Regions from separate parts of the Zea mays genome. Here regions 1 and 3 are each linked to region 2. A link is a contact called in public Hi-C data. All regions are on one chromosome and are shown on one strand. The core of a region is the stretch at or near the end of the contact, and the rest is flanking DNA. Distances in the headings are between cores, read along the strand shown. Region 1 holds the start of LOC100273268. Region 2 holds the start of LOC100276090. Region 3 holds the start of LOC103638796.

Region 1 (2,961 bases), core at 293-2,792, 180 kb after region 2:
TCCAAATGGGGTCAATTTTCATTGTGCAATAATTTGCTGTAAATTGGATCTTATAAGCGTTGCTTGCACTGTACTCACCATCATCTGTCCATCTCCAAGAAATGGAGTCTTCTAAATCGTTGAGCTCGTGTGTACTATTGATGGCCTGCCAAAGGCCGAGCAATTCCTTGAATTCTTCTGCACCATCATAGGGAGAGCATAATTGGATCCAACGGTTGTTTCTCAAGGCCTGGAAAGTTGAAATGTTCTTCCTTTTTGCTTTGTTGAAAAGAGTTGCCCGAACCGGAGTTTGGCCCTCATGTGGTCATGCTTGTGAGTGGCTCCAACGAGAATAACAGGAAGCTCTCGTGGTCATCCTTATGAGTTTGTATCTCTATCGTATTTAAACTTTTGCATTTATTTGTGTACTTTAGTTGTGTGCTCTACCTTTTAAATTTAGTTGTTAGGCTTGAAACCTAGATTGCATAGCTCTTTTGTAGTAGCTACAGTAACACATTAAGTCCCTACACACACTTTGGGGAGAGAAACATTGTAAAACTCTCTCTCGTATAAAACAACGATAAAGTCTTGGCCACAACATGACGAAAATTAAAGTAGGTAAATTTTGACTAGCTTAGGTGTGATCGACAATTAATACAAAATTGTCAAGCAGTTTTATACTACTGCGCGCGCTGCATCATCGTTGGTTTCTATGGAGAGGCAGCAGAACACCGTGGCTGCCACCATGGAGAACAGCTGCGCACCAACCGAGGGAAGACCAGATCCGAAAACTACGCCCATGAACCAGCACACGCCCTGGCTCCACTGCCTCCACATCGCCGGGCCGTGGAGAGAAAACCTGACCGCCATGTCCTGTCCGTAGTAGAGGGAGTACTCGTCCGCCGGGTACATGTACGAGAACGCGTACACGGGGGCTGGGTAGATGAAAGCAGGCAGGATGTTGACGACGAACACGAGCACGGCAGCCTCCTTCCCCCTTGCTCTCAAGAGCCGCCACGCCCGGCGGAGCGCCCAGACGCCGTGGCAGCCTCTGTCCACCGCCGACACGCCGACGCTGACCGGGATCACCGTGGCGAGGTAGATGTAGACGAGAAGCGCCACCGAGAACATCGAGTAGCCACACACAGACTTTACGATCGAGTCGTCAGCGTAGGTCCACGTGGATACGAGTAGCGCCGCGAGTAGAGCCGTGAACGACAGCTCCAGCACGCCGGCGACGGCAGCCGTGCCGAGAAGGCCGCCGCCTCCGGCGATCCTCTCCATGACCACCTTACGCGTGAGGCGCTCGCCGGAGTAGGTCGTGGCGGTGGCGAGGGCGGTGACGAGCTGGGTGGCGAGTTTGCTCGCGAGGTAGCAGAGGTAGATCGCTAGCAACGCAAGCTCCTTGGAGTGGTTTGAGCTCGCGGCGCCGGTAGTGGTAGTGGTCCTGCTGCTGCTCCTTTGTGCTTTGATGTCGGCGAGGATGTCCGTGGCGAGTGGGTGAGCGAAGTGGACGGCGACCGCGATGAAGAGGAAGGTGTGGGCGAAGATGAGCACGAAGGCCTTTGCGAAGAGGCCGGCGTCTTGCGTCGGGAGGAGCAGGGATTCCTCCACGAGCCTGATGCATGGCGACAGTGAGGAGCCTGCTTTGGTGGCCATGGCGTAGTAGTGCTGAGGATCAGTCAAAGGGATAAGATTTAGACATCTTGTAGATGGATTACACAATGCATGGTGCGCGGTGGGCGTAGACTCCGGGTCTTGTTGGCTGAATTATGGTAATAGATGTCGCTGTCATCGGTCTCCTCCCACTAACGACTTGGAAAGCTTGGTCGATGGTCAGGCCGGCCAACGAAGCCAAAGTGCCAAACCGGTAGCGTGTGGAACTGGCTGTGGACTATGGATAACGCATGCATCTGCTGCTTCAAGCGCTGGGTCGAATGAGTTGACAAAAGTATATATAGAAATTGTTTCGGTTTCTTCTTTCACTAAAAATACCAGGCGTGCGAGCATAGAGCCCATATATATATATGTTATAACCACCAGCGGAGAACTATTTCGATAGGAACAAATCTATTTCTGTGGTAGCCTGCTTCCCTGATTCTATATACCTTGCTTCATTCCCCTATAATTAGTTTCCAGCCCGAAGTACCACCATTGTTGGAGTTCTTGGAGTTTGAAAATTTTACAAATACAAGCGGGTTGGTTTTGACCTTGATATGATTAAAAGAGTTTTTTTTCTTCAAAAAGGTAATTAACTTTATGACTATCTTATATTTGTTTTGGAAAATTTATGCATAATTTATGGCACAACTCGGATTTGAGGACAAATTCAAATGCATCTTATATGTGTGCCAAGATAAAATTTCACACATATGATGACTAAGTGTATAGAAACCAGTGTCACAAACTTTATTATATAAGTATAATGTCTTTAAAAAACAACTAAATAAAATAATCTAAATGACGATAGTGACGTTCCCGCTAATGAGTCATAGACGGGTTGACCGGAGTGACGACATCCTAAAGCTCATCAAACTCTTTGTAGTAGTCTTCATCTGATTCACCTGATTCCGAGCGACAAACTCAGCAAGGTGAGTATACTTATGGCATGAGGGAAAACTTTATCGCCGATAACGTATCCGATAAATACGATTTTCCTGTTTATCGCTGGGCCCCGATTTTTTTACATACCTGCAAAATTTTTTGGCCCATTTTGAATTTGGGCCCAAATCAAACGTGTGGCGTCCGACGTGAGCTAGGTTTTCTACAGCCATTTCATTGCAGCCACCAATCACATTCACATCTCTTCCCAGTTCCCACCCGACATCGAGGCCGCCGCCGTCCTGGCGTCCTGCTCGTGCCCTCCGTCAAGAAGAAGCGAGCTCGGCCCCGGCGCCGGGGTGCGCCGCGAGGAGTGGCGAGAGCAGCGGGAGGTTGGCGGGCGAGGTGACGACGGTGAGGCGGAGGCCCCACGCGGCGAGC
Region 2 (3,257 bases), core at 672-3,171:
ATTTCATCCCTAATCCCTCTATAAATACCCTTGCCCCGGTGGAGCTCATTCCACACACCAGTTCACCACTGCTTGGCTATCCATTGCTGACCAAAAGAACTACATCAATTCATAACCACTGCTGACCAAAATACCTACATCAGTTCACCACTGCTTGGCTATCCATTGCTGACCAAAACAACTACATCAGTTCATAAGATTTGCTACTGTCGACCACAGCCCCATGTTGAAACAAGCGCGTGAGCAAACACAAGATTACAACAAACACTACAGCTGAAATCATTTTCAGTCTGGCGATCACTAGTGATCTTCTCTAGCTGCATTCTCAGTCTGGCGATCTCAGCTTCCTGCACAACCACACGTTCGTTCGATTCATCAAGTCTGTCTCTCAGATCGTTGTTGGCCTCTCTCAAAGCATAAATCTTATCCTGCACTTGTAACATCAGTTTTTTATCAAAGTCCGAAAGGGGGGGGGACTCACCCATTGGAAAAGATTACACCCTTCTGATCCCTTCAAACACAAAATGTGGAATTAAAACCAAACTAACATGTGGAATAATAGCACAAAAAATGTGGAATCAAAACAAACCTTTTGGCAACGAAGGAATCCTCTGCTTGGGTTGGAATCGGTCCACGAGGTCAGCTCCAACATAACACCTGAGCACTTGCAACAAACAGGATTATCTGCATCCATCCATTTCCGGTACGACACCGGAGGCTTACGAGGTGATTTTGAAGAGCCAGAGACAGATGAAGTCATGGAGAGCCTCTGCCTAATCCAAAAACCACAAAAATAACATAAGAAACATAATTATCAGCTTGATTGATGACACACTAGCATCTAAACCCAAATCTGATTAAGGAGAGTGCATCAATAGGTCACTATATAATAGAAACACTGGTGTATGTTGGAACAAATAAAGAACCGTGTATAAAAGCAATGTTTTTACTGAAGGATAGGGAGCATCATTCATCCCTTTTTGCTATGTGATATGCACCTACATCCTGATACATATAATGAGTAGAAAGTAGCTGTGCGTATATAGTTGCATTGAGTAAATAGAATTTATCCCCAGACGTGATTCTTCAAAGTTTTTTAGTACAATATATGGGAATAGACATACATTTTCATGCCGTCACTTGTTCATCAATTTTAATAAATTCTCATTTCTGATTTGGATCTTGAAATGGATTACGGTGTCGTCTGAGGGCAAGATGTTATATGCATTTCGAACGTTATAATTTCCTTTGACCCATCTACAACCATTTTTGCAGGAAAAAATAAAATAAAACCATGTTAGTAGCAGTGAACCATGTGAAAAAATAAAATAAAATTAACTGATTTGTTGTAGCACAAAGCACCAGTCACATGTAGTTGGAAAAAAATATTTTCTTAGGGCTAGTTTGGGAGCTCAATTTTCCTAAGGGATTCTTATTTTCCCAAGGGAAAATGAACTAATTTCCCTTAGGAAAATGAAAATCCCTTGGGATAATGTGGTTACCAAACTAGCCCTTAAACATTCTGGCCACCATGTGGCGAGCCCAAAGCAGAGATGACAAGAACCCTCAATAGATTTGTTTAGTTAATCTGATTAGGTGCAGTTTACAGGCTGATGTGAGGTTATGAGTAATTGAACAAGCTTGCAATTTTGAACCCCCCATAGTTTAGGATTTTGGTTCCCCGGGAAAATTGGAAAAAGGTGCCTGGATGGGGAAAACAAGTCACCTGGATTCGAACTCGCAGGGCAGCACTTCTCTTGACGTCCAGTAGAGGGCTCAAGGCGTGAACAGGACCAGTGGCGTCGAGGAGGGGTAGGCGGTGGAGCCAGCGGCGTCGGTGCGGTGGAAGGCGTCGGAGCCGGCGGCACAGAGGTGGGGGAAGGCGTTGGTGTTGTCCATTTATGGGTATTTCCCTTTATTTTCTAACATAGAAAAGAAGAAATAGATTAAAAAAAAGGCGGCCAGCCGAACTGGGCCTCTACAAGGCCGCTCCCCGCGGACTTTCTTGGGCCAGTTCAGATATCACCCCTGAACTTCCCGGTTAGTTCTGTTTTCACCCCCCGAATCTTTAAACCTTCATATCTTTCTCGTTTTAGCTCCGTTTTAACCCGTTCAAGTTGTGTTGGGTTCATAACAACAAAACCTACGCTTTAATGCTGTTGTTCACCATGTCAAATCTCTGTGATTTTATTTATCATGTTAATCTAATAACTTACTTCTAGTTAGTGTACCATTGCCCCTAATAACACGTTACTTCTCGTTAGTGCACCGTTGCCCCAAATAACACGTTACTTCCGGTTAGTGAACTGTTCCCCTTGTAATATGTTACTTCCAGTTAGTGCATCGTTGCTCCTCAAAAGATATTACTTCTAGCTAGTTCAGCGTTGCCACTAAGTATGCGTTACTTCTAGTTAGTGCCTCGTTGCCCCTCGAAATACTTTACTTCTAGTTAGTGCACCGTTGCCCCTTCTGATACGTTACTTCTAGTTAGTGCACTGTTGCCCCTTATAATACGTTACTTCCGGTTAGTTCATCGTTGCCTCTCATAATACGTTACTTCTAGTTAGTGCCTCGTTGCCCCTTGTAAGATGTTACTTTCGGTTAGTGCACCGTTGCCCCTCAGAATACGTTACTTCTAGCTAGAGCTTCGTTGCCCCTCGTAAGATGTTGCTTCCGGTTAGTGCACTGTTGCCCTTAATCATACGTTACTTCTAGTTAGTGCACCGTTCACAAAATAGGCCTTCGAATAGTAAAGAAAACGATTTAATCCTATAAATAGTGACAAAATAGTAATATTTTAGAAAACTTGGATTGTAAGAATCTAAAAAGATATAGAGTGGAATAATATTCTAGATTAAACTAATCTATTCAGTTTTTGTACCTCTTTAGTTGAAATTTCATATTTTTTACCCTAAGGAGGTGTTTTAAACAGCTTAGTTTCATAAAAACCAGCGCAACTTCATAAACTTCAGAGTTGAGCAGCGTTGTTTCAAAGTTGCAGCGTGTTCTAGAAGTGTTTGGCTTTCAAACCAACTTTAGCTTCACTAAAATGAGATTTTGTTTAGAAAAGTCCTTTATATATACCCATGAATGATGTATGAGTCTGTTTTAAATTTATGAAAACTTTAATAAAAATAATAGTACACCATATATATAATAGGGTTTATAATACATACTAATATAGTGAGTACAATTAACAAATTTTATAAATATCCTAAAACAATACCATTATAAATTTGGGACACAATAAACTACTA
Region 3 (2,879 bases), core at 81-2,580, 190 kb before region 2:
TAGCTAGTCTCTTACAGATGAAATTTGATCATGTTGCTTGAGAGCAATAGCACTTAGATCTGAGCTACAAGTTTTTTTTCCTGTTTCAAAATATACGACTAGTATCGACCAAGACTGCAGGAGTTGGAGAGTTGAATGCTCTACAATGATTCAAACTCGCATAGTCACATTAAGCAATCAAATGCCAGAAAAAAAATATATTATTTATCTTTTACTTTTTAAGCACCTAGTAGTTACAGGTTCATTCCTCAAGAAAAGCCTTCTTCAATATTTACTCTATTCAAATTGGCTTTATATTAGCACACTGATGCCTGAAAAAATTATCAACCTTTTATGTTATTACCATGCCCACCCTTGGAAGGGTTGTTCTGTTATTGAACGATCCAAAAGTTTCGTCTTGCTGCTGAGTGGCCCAATTAGGCAGGACTACTGAGATCACGACAATCCAAGAATCTATCAATTCAGTAATAATAAGGCCACCGGTGTTTCCAGGCAAAACCAGTTTTGATTTGCTCCATGCACATGTCTCCAGTAGCATTGGGTTAAAATTTTGGTCAGGCTGGTTTTGACATAAACTAAATGTACCCACTAATGCCAATACTGCTTGAGGACTAGATTATGCCACGATTATGCATAATCTGGAACAGGATAGGTCGCTCCATAACATATGCTTTAGTTGTTTACAGTTCAATCAGAGAGAACCAAAGCACTGTGCCCTGGCAGAGTTGGATTTTCGGCTGTACCAGATGACTATGTATGCTTCAACAAAATGTATAGATTACAGCTGTCACAATACAATGCACTCAAAACTGAACAATGCGAGCTAAAAGGGGATAAAAATGGCCGGAATTAACCCATAAATTCAATATGTATCTCACATATGATCCCTCGGAAATGGAAGCTAGTAGTGGCAGCTCGTACCTAACAGCTTGGAAAAGAGCAGGCGCAAGAGGGGAAGAATGTCGGTGTCACGAGTCGGGCAGGAACTGGGCTTTATCCTCCCGCTGTGCCTCGTCCTGCAACTGCTGCGACTCCTTGGCTTTGGCAAGCAGATGCGCCTCGTATCTCCGCAGCCTCTCCTCCATTCTCGCCTGCAAGAGAAATGCTGAGCGAGTCCGCTGGAAACTGGCGACAGCGCTAGCCATAGCCATAGGGGTGGGGGAGTAGGGCAGGGCTGGATCTGGCGTGCCTTGTACGAGGTCTCGACGCGGTGCATGACGTAGAATCCAAGTACGCCACCGAGGATGGTGCCGGCCATCACGCGCACGTAAGCCCACCGCCGCGACCCCGGCGGCGCCATCGCTCACAAATCACCAAGCTGATACCGCGCCGCCTTCAGCCGCCGCCGGCAGTGGGAAGGGTGCGAGAGCAAGACGAGCGGAAATCAGGGCGTCGGGCCGAGAAGGTGGGCCGAGCTGACAGCTGTACTGGCGTCGGCCCGCGATCCACTTTTGCACCTAATCCATCGATCTCGAGCCAATGACTGGTGAGCCCATAAAGAGGAAAGGGGATCCCGTTGCAATGGCCCATGCGTTTTTTTAAGGCTTGCGGTGTTGATGACTATTCTGTGCACTAGCTCTAAGGGATCGGGCCAAATCGAGGGGAGATGGATTAGGGTGATGCTGTCATAGCGTTGCGAAAGGGCCTCTAGCGTAATGGTTAAGGCTTCCGAGTAGCACCTCCAGGTCCTGGGTTCGATCCCCCTCGGGGGCGAATTTCTGGCTTGGTTAAAAAAATCCCCTCGTTGTGCCCCACCCGCTCCCGGGTTACGTCCTGCGCGCCACCCTCCGGCTGGGCCGTTGCAGAGTGGGCGGTGACGGCCCGCTAGTGATGGGGGGCCAGAGTTCGGGGATTTTCTCGGCCGGGACCATGTTTTGGTCTCTTCTTAATATAATACCGGGAGGGCGGTCTTTCCCTCCCCGGCCGAGTTTTTGATGCTGTCATAGCGTTTTTTATTTTTATATTTGTATTAAAGTTTTTCTTGCGAAGGTAATTGTCAAATATTTTTGAGAAAATTACTACGCTGCACTAAAAAAGTCCGGTATTTTTTCATGGCACTTTATTTTTACAAATCTATGAGAAACAAAAACTCAGTTACTTATTGTTGAGCATCAAAAGTGGCGGACGGTCTCGTCCTCGGACCTGGACACTCCGCTCGCCCCGTGATTAGATTAATTCGGGCGATTATCCTTATCTCGAACGTGGTTATCCATCTAATCACGTTGGATCTGTTGGTTATCGTCTAGAAACGGGTCCAGGTCATCTCCCCTATAAATATATAGGGGTACGGTCAATTGAGAACCCCCGATCATTCCAATCGAACATATCTACTTTATTTACTTTTCTTGCCCTAAGAGTAGATTTAACATAGCTTTAGTTGTAGGCTTCCGCATATCCAACTCCACCCCTATTCGACTCTACGTCGTCTAGATTCGTCCTGTGCTGGCATGTCGACACCAGAACGATCCTATGATCTTACCCATCATGAGGAGCAAGATCTACTTCGTCTACTTCAAACAAGATCTCTTCCTTGAATTGATCTCTTAATTTCTAGACGACTCTACGTCGTCTGGAGACGCCCCGGGTGACCTGCTGACCCGAAACACCCTAAGGTCTCTCCTCCAGAGGGTGAGATCTAGGTTCTACGAGGAGAAGAAGACGACCCTGCGCCACCGTGGACCGTTCGGTCTAGATCGCGGACCGTCTCGACAACGCGTAGGGAAGAAGCTGCTTCTATCACTAGGTCGCGGATCGTCCGGCCCAGAGCCACGGACAGTCTGCGTCGCCGCAACAAGCATCGTCAGGCGACCCAACGACCCTGTCGGGTACCGTAATTAGGGGTACCCCCAAGACTCCTAAACACGGCTGGTAACCACCCT

The links. A called contact is a pair of places that touch in the nucleus more often than the background predicts.
Region 1: a Hi-C map of ear shows a contact between it and region 2, with 2.3 times the contacts expected there. The contact joins the promoter of LOC100273268 here to the promoter of LOC100276090 in region 2. A contact is called at or near these places in 2 of 25 Hi-C or Micro-C datasets (ear and leaf mesophyll).
Region 3: a Hi-C map of leaf shows a contact between it and region 2, with 7 times the contacts expected there. The contact joins the promoter of LOC103638796 here to the promoter of LOC100276090 in region 2. A contact is called at or near these places in 4 of 25 Hi-C or Micro-C datasets (bundle sheath, ear, leaf and 1 more).

The regions. Positions count from the first base shown.
Region 1 is chr9:106,009,461-106,012,421 of Zm-B73-REFERENCE-NAM-5.0, forward strand. LOC100273268 reads right to left here and starts at 1,543. Exons shown (of 1, transcript NM_001147709.1): 1 at 585-1,543. The coding sequence starts at 1,263. The coding sequence ends at 655.
Region 2 is chr9:105,825,444-105,828,700 of Zm-B73-REFERENCE-NAM-5.0, forward strand. LOC100276090 reads right to left here and starts at 1,922. Exons shown (of 3, transcript NM_001348922.1): 1 at 1,727-1,922; 2 at 590-773; 3 at 2-428. The coding sequence starts at 760. The coding sequence ends at 204.
Region 3 is chr9:105,639,540-105,642,418 of Zm-B73-REFERENCE-NAM-5.0, forward strand. It overlaps LOC103638796, which reads right to left and starts at 1,331. Exons shown (of 3, transcript NM_001328274.1): 1 at 1,190-1,331; 2 at 922-1,091. The coding sequence starts at 1,300. The coding sequence ends at 969.